2 separate regions of the Ovis aries genome follow, and region 1 is linked to region 2. A link is a contact called in public Hi-C data. All regions are on one chromosome and are shown on one strand. The core of a region is the stretch at or near the end of the contact, and the rest is flanking DNA. Distances in the headings are between cores, read along the strand shown. Region 1 has its middle 290 kb from the start of ETS2. Region 2 holds the start of ETS2 (ETS proto-oncogene 2, transcription factor).

The links. Hi-C and Micro-C count contacts between places; a contact is called where the count stands out from the background.
Region 1: a contact with region 2 is called in a Hi-C map of liver, with 2.3 times the contacts expected there. The contact joins the enhancer-like site here to the promoter of ETS2 in region 2. A contact is called at or near these places in 5 of 16 Hi-C or Micro-C datasets (blood, liver, skin fibroblasts and 1 more).

What each region holds. Positions count from the first base shown.
Region 1 is chr1:272,067,100-272,074,166 of ARS-UI_Ramb_v3.0, reverse strand. No RefSeq gene overlaps it. Among named protein-coding and RNA genes, the nearest start is that of ETS2, 290 kb to the right of the region's middle. Within about 2 kb of position 2,571, at least 1 of the 54 cell types and tissues checked has an H3K27ac peak or open chromatin away from gene starts, as enhancers often do. A contact at or near this core is called in liver, where this site is marked.
Region 2 is chr1:271,783,200-271,790,755 of ARS-UI_Ramb_v3.0, reverse strand. It overlaps ETS2 (ETS proto-oncogene 2, transcription factor), which reads right to left and starts at 5,729. Exons shown (of 9, transcript XM_027961791.2): 1 at 5,445-5,729; 2 at 1,042-1,113. The coding sequence starts at 1,113.

The sequences.
Region 1 (7,067 bases), core at 1,322-3,821, 290 kb before region 2:
CTTTGCTTTTCACTTCTCTTCTTTTCACAGCTATTTGTAACACCTCCTCAGACAGCCATTTTGCTTTTTTGCATTTCTTTTCCATGAGCATGGTCTTGATCCCTGTGTCCTGTACAATTTCACGAACCTCCATCCATAGTTCATCAGACACTTGTGTCTATCAGATCTAGTCCCTTAAATCTATTTCTCACTTCCACTGTATAATCATAAGGAATTTGATTTAGGACATATGTGAATGATCTAGTGGTTTCCCCTGATTTCTTCAATTTAAGTCTGAATTTGGCAATAAGGAGTTCATGATCTGAGCCAGAGTCAGCTCCTGGTCTTGTTTTTGCTGACTGTATAGAGCTTCTCCATCTTTGGCTGCAAAGAATATAATCAGTCTGATTTCATTGTTGACCATCTGGTGATGTCCATGTGTAGAGTCTTCTCTTGTGTTGTTGGAAGAGGGTGTTTGCTATGACCAGTGCGTTCTCTTGGCAAAACTCTATTAGCTTTTGCCCTGCTTCATTCCATATTCCAAGGCCAAATTTGCCTGTTACCCCAGGTGTTTCTTGACTTCCTACTTTTGCATTCCAGTCCCCTATAATGAAAAGGACATCTTTTTTGGGTGTTAGTTCTAAAAGATCTTGGAGTCTTCATAGAACCATTCCACTTTGGCTTCTTCAGCGTTGCTGGTTGGGGCATAGACTTGGATTACTGTGATATTGAATGGTTTGCCTTGGAAACGAACAGAGATCATTCTGTCGTTTTTGAGATTGCATCCAAGTACTGCATTTTGGACTCTTTTGCTGACCATGATGGCTACTCCATTTCTTCTAAAGGATTCCTGCCCGCAGTAGTAGATACAATGGTCATCTGAGTTAAATTCTCCCATTCCAGTCCATTTTAGTTCACTAATTCCTAGAATATCAACGTTCACTCTTGCCATCTCCTGTTTGACCACTTCCAATTTGCCTTGATTCATGGACCTACCTGACATTCCAGGTTCCTATGCAATATTGCTCTTTATAGCATCGGACCTTGCTTCTATCACCAGTCACATCCACAACTGGGTATTGTTTTTTCTTTGGCTCCATCCCTTCATTCTTTCTGGAGTTATTTCTCTACTGATCTCCAGTAGCATAGTGGGCACCTACCAACCTGGGGAGTTCCTCTTTCAGTATCCTATCATTTTGCCTTTTCATACTGTTCATGGGGTTCTCAAGGCAAGAATACTGAAGTGGCTTGCCATTCCCTTCTCCAGTGGACCACATTCTGTCAGACCTCTCCACCATGACCCACCTGTCTTGGGTGGCCCCACAGGGCATGGCTTAGTTTAATTGAGTTAGACAAGACTGTGGTCTGTGTGATTAGATTGACTAGTATTCTGTGATTATGGTTTGTGTGTCTGCCCTCTGATGCCTCTCGCAACACCTACAATCTTACTTGGGTTTCTTTTACCTTGGACGAGGGGTATCTCCTTACCACCGCCGTTCCTGACCTTCAACGTGGGATAGCTCCTCTAGGCCCTCCTGCGCCTGCGCAGCCACCACTCCTCGGGTTGTTCCTCCCGGCTGCTGGCCCTGGCCTCGGGCATGGTAGGCTCCTTCTAGCTGCCGGCCCCTGGCCTCAGGCTCGGGGTGGCTCCTCCCGGTCGCCACTGGCCTTGGACGCGGGGTGTCTCCTCCCGGCCGCCACTGGTCTCGGATGCGGGGTAGCTCCTCTCGGCCGCCACTGACCTTGGACGAGGGTTATCTCCTCACGGCCGGCCCTTTTGACCTTGAATGTGGAGTAGCTCCTCTTGGCCCTCCTGCACCACGCAGACACTGTTCCTTGGACATGGGGTAGCTCCTCCTGGCCGCCGCCCCTAACTTCGGGTGAGGGGTAGCTCCTCTCAGCCATGCTTCTGCCGTGCAGTCGGTGGCAGCTGGCATTTGTATAGAGAAGGGGAAAAAATATAACACTAGTTTGTTTCCTCCTGCTGCTTAAGAGAGAGATAAAAAAAAGGTCTGAGATTTGCAGCCTATTTCCTCCCCTTTGGAGACCCCTGGCTTTCCTGCCTGTTGCCCTCTCACTGGAGTCTCAAGACTAGGGGGCTGAGTTGAGCCGGAGCCAGCCCCTTGCCCAAGGAGCACCGTCACCCTCTCTGGGGACACGGACAGCTCACTCTGGCTGGAGACAAAGTCCAGGCAAGGCTGGTGGAAGGCTGCCCTCTGCCCCAGAGCCTGGCGATTTTCCAACAGCTCTCCCGCCTTTCGCGGGGCTGGAAGGCAGCCTTCCTGGTGGGCTGGGGAGGAGGGCTAGGATAGGGATGGGCTGATAGAGTGTCAGCCTGAGGCAGGGTGGCGGGGGAGTGGGTGGCGTTCATCCCTGCTCCATCGTCATCCCAGGCAAGTCACCAAGGGGACCATCTCCAGATGCCCAGAACCAAAGCGGAGAGAAACTCTGTTTGGGGGCAATGTGTGCTGCAGGTCTGCTTCCCCCTAGAAGCAGTTGTAGGGACGGAGGAAACAGACAGAACAGTCTCCATCTTGAAAGCAGGACTCCGTCTTGGGCCGGACTGTGGACTTTGAGCTATTTGCCCAGTATCTATGGAAACGATTACCAATAGGAAAACCAGACCCCCCCTCCCCCGCCAGAAGGAAGAGCTCCAGGGCTTGTACCTAGACACTCCATTGCCTAAAAGAATATCCTAATTGTGTAACCGAATAGACTCATACATTCTATTATGCTTATTGGGGTATGACCACAGGCCTATTGATAATTGTCCACTGTTAACTACCTAGGCTTAAGGCATATGAATCATGGGTTAAATTTGTATCTTTCTTTTCCTTTGTTCAGACTAGTTTCAGGGAATTTGGTGAGGCAGGTTTGTGCACACATACTTAGGGTATATAAGGTTTTCACAAAAACAGGTCGGGGTCCTTGGCTAAGAGGAGACTCTGCCTTGGGCCCGCCGGTGTAATGAACTGCACTCCACTATCTGCATTGTCCTTCTGAGGGAGTTTGTTTCCCGGAACGTGTGGCTACAACAGTGGAGCATAGAAACCGTCTAGTTTTCTGTGTCTCTTCCCCCTGCATTCCTTGCAGACTATTCAATGCCTTCCCCTGGGGTTTCATTTTCCCTCGCCCTCCCTGTTGTCTGAAATGGCCCAGAGCTACTTAAGCTGTAGCCTGAGGTCATCTCTGAAAGAATAAGACCCTCTCTGCACACTTACAGTGGAGATACGACCTCACAGCACGGGGGTGCTGGCCGGGCTGAGCCCCACCAGGAGGCCCTGAGGTCTGGTGTTTGGAGAGGTCGCCACAGGCAAGCTTGGGTGCCTTGGGGCTCCCTTGGGGGTCAGCTCCCCCGAGGGAGGGCTGGGGGGAGGTGGGGGGGGGTGCTACAGAGATGGCCGCTGGGCTAGCTAAGCTGGCCTGGTACGTCCTGTGTTCACAGTCAACCCAGAGGAGCATCCCACATCCGCACAATCAGTCTCCCCAGCCAGGGGTACCTCTGTCTGGAAACGCCACCGGAGAGGTCCCCAGGTCTTACTCTGAGGTCTGCAAATCAGTTGTGCATTGCATTCTCTACAAACTGAGGGTTACTGATGAGAGAGACGCCTGTGATCTCACGGTCTGGGCCCCAGGGCAAGTGCAGGGCTTGGGACGCAGGTGGCTGGTGGGCAGTGGCTGAACCAAGGCAGAGAGAGGAATGCCTCACTTGTTCTGGAAACTTCTTCAATCTGTGACAACCCTTAATGACGCCCAGAGAAGAAACCATCGTCCTCCTCAGAATTATGTTCTGCTATCTGTGAATGAGCAATGCTTCCTTTTTTGGGTGGATCGTGGCTCAATGGACAGAATATTTACCTTACCATGTCCCCAGGAGGGGGATAAATTTGTTCCGAGTCATTCCTGGCAGACGCATCCCTGTGCCTGCAGGAATATGTCCAAGGTGATCTTGAACTTCCAGCAACAGCTTTCATTGTTGACCTGTTTTCCCACTCGGGGTCTGTTTAAATTGCACTTATGTAGACTGGATCCCCCGGTTCAAAGCGACTCTTTCTCTAGCGTCTAATGTGTGCATGCTCCGTTGTGTCAAACTTGTTAGCCCATGGACTGTAGCCCGTCAGGCTCCTCTGTCCATGGAATTCTCCAGGCAAGAGTACTGGGGTGAATAGCCATTTCCTTCTCCAGGGGAATCTTCCAGACCCAGGGGGGAAACCTGCGTTTCCTGCTTTGGCAGGCAGATTCTTTAGCATGTGCACCACCTGGGAAGCCCTGAGATTCTTTTCATTATCTGTTTATCTGCCCGTGTCACATCTTGGTTGCAGTGTGCAGGATCTTTAATTGTGCCATGCGAACCCTTAGTTGGGACAAGCGGATTCTAGTTCCCTGACCCGGGATCGAACCCAGGCCCTTTGCATTGGGAGCTTGGAGTCTTAGCCAGTGGACCACCAAGGAAGTCCCACTATGACTGTCTTTATAAATTGTGTCCAGAAGGGGAGAGGCCATTTCAAACTATGTAGCGTGAAAAGAGGGCGCTATCCACTGTGTTTTCCCGGCCCTTTATTGTGTGTCTTTTCTCGTCAAATTGTAAGTTTCTTAACAGCAGAGACCTTTCACAAATTCTATCTTTCCTGTCGGGGTTTTACCAATGCGTGGTGTTGGAGAAGACTCTTGAGAGTCCCTTGGACTGCAAGGAGATCCAACCAGTCCATTCTGAAGGAGGTCAGCCCTGGGATATCTTTGGAAGGAATGAAGCTAAAGCTGAAACTCCAGTACTTTGGCCACCTCATGCAAAGAGTTGACTCATTGGAAAAGACTTTGATGCTGGGAGGGATTGGGGGCAGGAGGAGAAGGGGATGACCGAGGATGAGATGGCTGGATGGCATCATGGACTTGATGGACGTGAGTCTGAGTGAACTCCGGGAGTTGGTGATGGACAGGGAGGCCTGGTGTGCTGCGATTCATGGAGGTGCAAAGAGTCGGACACGACTGAGCGATTGCACTGAAATGAACTGTGAGGTTAGCTACATATTTGAGATGAGTGATACTTGTCGTAGACAGTAATAAAAAATCTCTTCGAGGCAGTGGGCTGAAGCTGGCTTCTGCCTTCTTCTGAGACCCCACATCTCCTGCTTGGTAGGCGGGTTCCTTATCACTGAGCGCCAGGGAAGCCCTCTTCTGTGAAACAGCCAATAAATATCCAGGAACTTAGGGGATCTGGTTGCTAAGCTGTTGATGCCTTGACATTGGCCCCATGGTAGGAATATTTGCACCATAGAAACTGGCAAAGGCTGCAAATCAGGATTTTGAGTTTCCTCTCAAAGAAACGGTTTACGGACTTCCCTGGTGGTGCAGTGGATAGGAATCTGCCTGCCGGTGCAGCGGACTTGCGTTCGATCCTTGAAGATCCCACGTGCCAAAGGGCAGTTAAGCCTGTGCTCCCCAACTACTAAGCCTGAGAGCCAAAACTAGCAAAGCTCTCAAGCATGGAGCCTGCGCTCCACAAGAGAAGCCACCTGCACTGAGAAGCCGGTGCACTGCAGCGAAGCGTAGCCCCTGCTCACCACGACTCGAGAAAGCTAACACACAGCAACGAAGACCCAGAGCAGTCAAAGATAAACAGAGATGGTTTACCAGCACGTGACCTTCTGAAAGTGAGAAAAACTTCTTGTCATTTATTCCTGGAGAAAAATGAGGAAGACACATGGGACACCCCCCCCACCACCACCCCGACCCTACCTCATTTCTTCAGAGGATAAAATTCAACTATGCTTTATTTCAGAGAAGGCAATGCAACCCACTCCAGTATTCTTGCCTGGAAAATCCCATGGACGGAGGAGCCTGGTGAGCTGCAGTCCATGGGGTCTCTAAGAGTCAGACACGACCAAGCAACTTCACTTTCCCGTTTCACTTTCATGCATTGGAGAAGGAAATGACAACACACTCCAGTGTTCTTGCCTGGAGAATCCCAGGGACGGGGGAGCCTGGTGGGCTGCCGTCTATGGGGTCGCACAGAGTCGGACACAACTGAAGCAACTTAGCAGCAGCAGTAGCATGCTGTATTTGCTTTCTGGAATATGTTTTTTTTCCCCCTTAATATCGGGGTTAAAGATGGGCAACTGAAAATACTCATAATATTCCCAGGCACATGTGCTGTGGAAATGTAAATAACCCCTCCCCTCCCCTTTCTCATGTACGGTTGAAATTTTGCTGAGAGAACACAATTCTTTGCAAATGCTCAGAATGTTAAACCGCAGGTCTTACCATCATCATTTTAGACACTTGTTTACGTTAAAGAAACTGTAGGGCAGGAATGTGAGATTCAGCTAATATCAGAAAGTCTGGTTTTCTGAAAATAACTTGCCATTTGGGAAGATGATAAAGAGTGTTGATCTCAATGGCTTGGCTGAATTTCTTAGTACAGTTTTAACTTTGCCAATCCCGAAACCAGATGAAGTTGTTTCTTAAGGCGTAAGTCATTTTCAGGGTGTTTCTTGGGTTCTGAAATTTCAGCGTGCCCACACTAAACCATCCCTTCAGAGAGAACCACTGTCCCTTGAGAACTGCCAAGGCCTCACGCAGCTGTCTGACAGATACGTGAGACACTGAAAGACTGAAGTCTTTTTCTTTTCCAAAATATATTTAACTTCAGTAAACCTGAAGCCAAGTCTCTTGCAGATGGCAGACAGCTTAATTGCTGTGGTAAACTCGTCTGACGTTTTTGGGAGAATTTTGGGTGCTATAATTATCCATCGAACCCAGAGAAAAAAGATTTCAATCCACACAAAAGGCAGGCACATGGACTAGCCTCTCGACTTGGAGGCTGAAGTTTTATCCAAGGCTGTTCCTATTTCCCCTTCCCTTTTCAGGCTTTCTTGAATGGCTGGCAAGTGCAGAATGTATTATAGGAACAGCGTTAGAGACCTGGAGGCTTCCGTCATGGTCCAGTGGTTAAGAATCCAGCTTCAGTGCGAGGGACTCAAGTTCAATCCCTGGTTGCGGAACTTAGATCCCACCTGCCTCGAAGCAGTTAAGCCTTCATTCCGCAGCTAGGGAGAAGCCTGCGTGCCACAACTAAGACCTGATGTAGT
Region 2 (7,556 bases), core at 4,480-6,979:
CCACTGCGTATTTCAACACATCAGTTTCAGCAAAAACGATTTCTTCTCCAAGCCCAGAAATCACACAGGCCTAAGCTCTTTGAGTTTGTAGGAGAAATTTTCTCTCTAGAGGTGTCGTTTCAAACTTAATATTACTGTAATTTCTTGTATGGTTTCTGCTAGGCCACAGTGAAAACGTCTGACCAGACTGAACAACAACAAAAACCTCACTGGCTTGAAATCTGATCAGTTTCATGATCCTCTGGAAGGACCTGTGTCAGTTTTTGCCTCCTGGGGTTTGATCAGACAAACCGCCTCATAACGATAGAGAAAAGCAGAACGTGCTAGAGACACAATATTATACAAAACACTACCGATCTAAAACCACTGCCTCTGAGACATGTTTACCACAGAACAGTAAAAAAAAAAAATCAAATCTCGCTGTCACACTTGGAGAAGGCAAATGGGAAATTATCAACTTGTGTTGCTAAAGAATGCTCCCAAAAGGGAGCGAGATAGAAGCTACATGAAATGTTTATTACAAGGGAGGAGGCTGTTTAATCTGTTTTTCTTTGTTTTTAAACAGCCGCAGTTGTCCCAGGAAGGACAGACTGCCTGAACCCCATGGGCACTGACCCCTCTGATCAGAGTAGGACCAGCAGCCAATAATTGGGCCTGCCTGCCTCCTCTAAGCTCTTTCAGCTCTTTGCCATCACTTGAGGAAACTTCCTGGGTGGATAGAACAGATAGCTCCTGGAGTTCTGTTCTCTTGAGAATTTATAGAACGTTCCACCTGGTAGGAGCCTCAGAAATCAACTACCAAGGCCGCACCATCTGCAAATTGAATGGTTTCCTTCATATCTTGGAGGATAAGTCAAACAAACACCAGGAAAACCATTTAACAGATGAAAACGCTGAGACCCAGAGATTAAGCAAACAGTCCAGAGTCACACAACCAGTCTCACAGCTAGAACCAGTCTCCTGGGAGCCAGTTGTTTTTTCACTTCAAGAAACTGAGCTTTCCAATTTTTGTTAAGTTTTTATTAAGACTCGTTCACTCACCTTGAGTGTCCCTCTGTAACTGCTGGCCACAGGGGCCACCTGGTCCATGTTCTTGATTCCAAAATCATTCATCTTTAACAAAGAAGAAAGAAAAATTAAGAGCTGAAAGAGGCAACAAACCAAGGTGATTGTTAAACCCGCATCCACACCTCAGTTCAAGTGCTCCAGCCCTAACAGGTCATTCAGAACTGAATGCCAGGAATTCTTCTCACAAAGGTGATGCTACTCAAGGAATTAAATAATAATGCCACCTGCAGAATTCCCTTAGGATCTGAGGCGCTCAGATAAAGCTGCCTTCGGGCTGACTGGGATAGCACGGGACAGGAGTGGAGATCTGTCTTTCATCGTCAATTTCAAGGTCAGCTCAGGGTGTAGGAGCTGTTGGGGGCTGTGGGCGGGTGGGCTGCCCAGCCGTGGACCACCTCCTGCATGCAAGGGGCAGTCAGCTCAATCTGGGAGCTCCAGAGCCAGCCGCCACCGCCACTCCTGGGCAGATCCAAATCCTGGAAAGCCCACTGGAAGACCTGCCTAGGAGGCGCCCTTTCCTCTCCAAGCTCAGGAAGCATAGAATAAGGAAGAACCACGGCTTGAGATCAAACCCTCCTGCATTATCTTAGATTCTCCAGCGTTGAGCACACAAGCTCAAAATCCTGCGTTTTCGGGCTGCTCAGCTGTTTGTTTCTTTAAGAGGAAGTAACTCCGACTGCAGACCTGCCTGACTTGCTCGGATGCCCTGGGCTTTTACCTTGGATCTGCGCTGACCCATGTGGTAACCACGTGTGACTCCTGAGCACTTGGCCCTGGACGAGGGCGGACTCAGATGTGCTTGCCCTCGATTTCAAAGATTTCGCAGCGAAAAGTCAACTATCTCAGTTTTGACTCTTTATTTACTGTGTGTTTATGTAATATTCTGAATGTGTTAGGCTAACTGAAATTAATTTCATCTACTTCACTGTATTTAACTGCGGCCCTTAGAAAACTTAAGAGCTACATGTATGACCTGCAATTGAACAGTTCCCTAAGTGACCTGTGATTTGCTGTAATCAACTGAAAACTTATCTGGGGCCCTAAAACGTTACTGTTTGCCAGGGTAAGTTAAATATTAGTACATGAGAAAAGTACTTAGGTAATCCTGCCAGAGCATTAGATGAAAAAAAAAAAAAACAGAGCAACTGAAGCTGATTTTCGAGTACCCTGGGAAAGCCCCCACGACAGCAACCCACCCTCCTGGCTTCAGGACCAGGAACTGGAGATCTAGAATAGGGAACTTCAGGGGTATCTCTCACTGCCCACTCTGAGGTCTCCACTAGGTGCTGCTACCTGTTTCAACCAAAACTTTGAGTAATTAAAATATTGTGCAATGGCTAAGGCTGACTAGCAGAGGCAAACAGCATATTTTCCTGTAACTACTTAATTCGAGTTTGTCCTTTCTTATTTTCCCTTTTTGGTCAACATTATGGCTAAACCAGACCTCCTAAGGACTCAGCATACAGACACAGACACACCTCCTTGGCTAGAAAGGCAGTGTGGGAGGAGAGTCCCTGCCACAGGGGAGGCCAGAGGCACTGGGTGTATGTGGGTGGGGGTGGTGTGCACGCTCAGTCGTGTCAGACTCCATGACCCCATGCACTGGAGCCCGCCAGGCTCCTCTGTCCATGGAATTTTCCAGGCAAGAATCCTGGAGTGGGTTGCCATTTCCTCCTCCAGGGGATCTTCCTGACCCAGGGATGGAACCTGTGTCTCCTGCACTGGCAGGCAGATGCTTTACCACCGAGCCACCTGGGGGCTGGGGGGAGTTGTTAAAAACCTCTGAGGGCAGGTCATCATCAGGGTGGCCAATCAAATATCAATATACACTATGGATGATCACTGCCCTAGTAGGTTCCTCCTTTCAAAGACCTAAGCCTGAGCTGAGGGACCACACCTTGCCACCTTACTCAACAGTCTGACATCCCTGAGAGGTAGATGTTATGCCATCTGACTGAGAGGCTACAGAGACCCCCCTGTCCCAGGACTTTGCCCAGGATCTCAGGGCTACTACTGGGGGCGGGGGGACCCTCAGGAGCACGGAGCAGACCAAATCCCATTGGGGGTATGGTGCGACCTGAGCTCCGCCTTGAGCCAGGATCCCCTGAATGGTGAGGCCTGGACCCTCCTCCCAGCAGTAAACAGCAGAGATCACACACAGATACCACAAGACTAGACTCCTGCTCGAAGACTTTGCACAGATGCAAAATGCTCCTTAATGGAGAGCTTTATGCCACCAATCTGCATGAAAGCAGCCCTGTCACCTGTTGATGACATCAGCAAGCCTCAAAACAGGAGATCAAAATGAAAGGATATCTGGGGTGTCGTCAGTTACCCATCTCCTTCTCCAGATGGGCAGACTTTATTCCACATTCTTGAGCTCCACGGAGATGGACCGAGAATAGATGTGGAAGGCCATGGAGCAGCCTCGCCTGGTTTTTGTGTACAAATTCTGCGAGGAAAGGCAGTCTACCACTCCCATATAAAGAGCTCTAATTACCAGCTGCGGAATAGAATTCTTTTGTTGTCCGGCTTTTAATTTGTTTTGTAAAAACCATGTAGAATCAGAGTGCTCTACCAGTGGTTTCTGGCAAACACTTAGCTAATCAAATTTAAGTTCCCGTTTTACTCAACAGGTTCACAGGTGGCTCAGTGGTAAAGAATCTGTTTGCCAACGCAGGAGACACAGATTCAGCCCCTGGGTTGGGAAGATCCCCTGGAGAAGCGAACGGCAACCTACTCCAGTATTCTTGCCTGGAGAATCCCATGGACAGAGGAGCCTGGCGGGGTTCATGGGTTTGCAGAGAGTGAGACGTGACAGCGTCTAAACAACAGTTCTACTCAACATGGCTTGTGAAGATAGCAGACAGGCCACATCAGTCCACATAAATCAATTTCACATTCAGGCCTTTCTGCCATTGCCCTATTGATCGCTGCTCTTGAGCAACAACAGAAAAAAAATTGGGTAAATGGCAGACATGTTCAATTTTAAAACAAGTAGAACTTGCTCAACAACAGGACCCTTATGGGAACAAGTGATTGCTTCTGCGAGATTAGAGCACAGGTTTGCATTTAGGCAAATTGAAAAAGGAAAAAAAAAAAAAAATCAAACCCTAAGCGCACTTTTGAAGATTGGTTTTCTTTTTTCCTTTGAAAGCTATCAATTTAGGGAGAGGAAAGACTAATCCCAGAAATGAGTGTTAGACTATTTCCCTGCAGGACACACAGTGCTCTAGTTTACTGTACTGTGATATTATTCATAATTTTAATAAACCTTAACTTAGAGATTTATCTCCCTGATTGGTGGCGGTGTGAGACGGCAGAAATCGCACAGGCGCTTCCACTGCACGGAACAAGATGAATCTCTTACCGGTAAATTAAAATTAATTACCCCTATCTCCAAAGGGGGCTGCTCATTTCTTTATTCCCTAAATAAACTGCAGGTCAAATACTATTTTAGGATACCCTACAATTGAATACAGGCCAATACAAAAGTCTCGAGTGCTTACAAAAAAAAAAGGCCATATACGCACAAGCGCTGTTACCCCTTCGTCCAAAATGCTGTAAGATCCCGAAACTGGAGGCAGCCTTGCGCACCCATAAGCCCATTTCCGACACTGTCCCCACGTTCACCTCCCGGCATCAAGGGGCCCGAATGCAGAGGTCTTGGGGAGCCCGCGGGGGTCTCGGTAGAGCCGCCGGACCCTCCCCGGGCCCCCGTCGCCTGCCGCCCTGGCCGGGCCCCGGACGCGACAGCGCAGGTGACCGGGAGCGGGGGTGGGAGCCGCAGTTCCTCAGGTGTTTCAGGCGCCCCGGATCTTGCCGGGCCCGGCGCCCTCCGGTAAGTCACCGGCAAACTGGGGCGCGCCAGGGCCCCTCCGACACCTTCTCGCGCGTCCCCCAAGCCCCCAGGCGAAACCAGGTTCGCCCGGCGCCCACCGGCAGGAGCCACCCCCGCCTTCACGCCTGCCTTTCCTTTTAAAACAAAAGCAAGTGAAACAAGCCGGCGCGCCCGGCCCGCCCCAGCCGCCTCGGCGACCCCAGGCCCCGCGGCCCAAGTTCGGAGCCGGGTCCGCGCGTCACGGCCGGGCCCACCTCGAACCCTGCTCGCCGCCCACCCACCTACCCCCAAAGCCACTCGGCCACCCAGGGAAAGAGCCCCAAGCGGACCGATCCTGGACGCGCGACCCCAGAATCCCACGAATAGTCGCCACCCTGCCTGGACACCAGCTGCGCCCCGGGGATCTGGGGCGCCACCCGCGTCCCCAACTCGGTTCCTGGGTTCCCCGGGAGAAAAGCGAGCGCCGCAGGGCGCTCCCCGCCCGCCGACCCCCGCCGGACCCCAGCCACCCCACCCGGCCCGACCCCGCTCTTACCGCGCCGCTTCGGGCAGGGCCGCCCGGGGCTCGAAGCCCGGGCTTCCTCGGTGCGCGCCGGCGAGAGCGCGGGCGCGGGCGCGCGAGTAGGGTGCTCGGGGAGCCCGGGGGCGGCGGACGGGCTCGGGGCGCTCGGGAAGGCCGGGGCGGACCGGGGACGGCGGGCGGGCTCCGGGAGATCCGCGAGGCCTCGGCGGGCCAGGGCCGGCGGGCCGGCTCGGGGCGATCGGGGCGATCCGGGCTGTGGCTGCACCGCGCTCAGCGCCGCCGCCGGAGGAAGTAACCGGCCGGTCCCCTCCGCCGCGCGCTCTTCTGGAGCCGGGGTATCGGGGGGAGGAGGGAGGAGGGAGGAGGGAGGGGACATAGGGACAAGGAGGCGGGGCGGAGGGGGAGGGGAGAGAGGAGGAGGGGCGGCGGAGGGGCCAGGCGGGGAGCCTGCGTGCGGAGAGGAGGGGCCGAGGGGAGGGGAGGAGCACGGAGCCGGAGGCGGAGCCGGATCTGCCCAGTCGGACCTCGCCCGGCGCCTGCTGTCGCTCGGCGGCCGCTCACCCAGGGCCGCTGCGGGTCTGGGCCTCCGAAAGTCCTGCGCCCCGAGCCGTGTGTGTCCCGGGAGCTCAGGACGAATCTTTCTTTCTTTCTTTCCCGGGTCCGCCGCTTTAATCCCCAAAGGTGCCCTGGCAGGACCGGAGTAGCTAGCTAGCGCTGGTGCCACCGAGTGGCCGCGGGGTTTGGTCCACCGGGGGACTCACTGTGGCCCCATTCTTGGACATGCTTATGGACTTATGATTTCCGATAGTTTTTATTCCGAGCGTTCTGTCGGGAAACACGCTGAGATGACAAAGGTACGAAGTGGACCCTCGGTCAGTCACGAAGTCCCCCTGCTCCGGGAAGCACCCCCCTCGCCCCAATCCTGCAGCCTCCGTGTGAGAAGCGCCCCTAGAGTTGAGCGGTGCCTTGGTGATAACCAGCCTTGGCTGGGCTTCCCTGGGTTGTGCCAAGTGGCTTCAGTCGTGCAGACTCTTTGCGACCCCCTGGACTGTAGCCCGCCAGGCTCCTCTGTCCATGGAATACTCCAGGCAAGAACGCTGGAGAGCATAGCCATTTCCTCCTCCAGGGATCTTTGAACCCAGGGATTGAACCAGCATCTCTTTCATCTCTTGCATTGGCAAGCGGGTTCTTTACCTCTAGCGCCTGGGCTAGTCCTCCGTGATAATTCTCCAAGGCCTCATTGTCCTCGCTTTATATATGAGAGAACTGACCCTTAGGGCAAATAACTTGCCCAGTCAGAAGACACACAAATGGGAGATTCAGGGTTGAAACTCCAGTTTATCTGACTTCCAACTATGGTCAAAACTGTGACCGGTACCTCCCGTTTCCATTTTTAGCAGGAAATACTTGAGTCTCTGGCTAGAAATGTGCACATTTCCTATTCAGATTCAGATCAGATTCTCAGTATTTTGGTGGAAGATTTAGTTTCCCAAAGGTGGGTGTAGAATGAAATAGCTCAGCTTAGGCAAGGCCAGGGACTGGAAGTTGGTGCATCTCAGAAACCGCAGTGCTGTGAAGGGAGAGGGAGACAGCCTTCACTTCTCTGTTGCCAACGTTCCCGGTTTCCATGGCAACCCTGAACCCAGGAGTTGTTCAGATAACTGAGATAGTATTGCACCTTAATGTTTACAGGTACCTGAGGGTCTCCAGGACTCACCATTGCATAGGTCAGAGGCCGGGTCTATACAGCTCAAATCACCAGGAGCAGAAACGGTTGATAGTTCCAGCAGATTGAACGGATTTTAATGGCTTCTCTGTGTACATTCAGGCCTGGATCAGAAATCATAGATGGATAGATCAGGAAGGAATTTCATAAGTGGGATACAGATCCATAGTAAGTTACCATGGAGACATGAAGAGTATGCTACCTTTTTATTTTTTTTTAACTGTACCGGAAAATACTGACTCATTCGGGCTGCAGTTTCAGCTAACAGAGGGACTTTCCCCCTAGGCTACTGAAAGCATCTGAGAAACTTGGAAAACACAGCCATTAAGTCAAGTTCAGTTGCCCAGCTGCTCCCGTATCCATGGGTATCAGGGCTAGGGGGCCCCTGAGACCCAGTG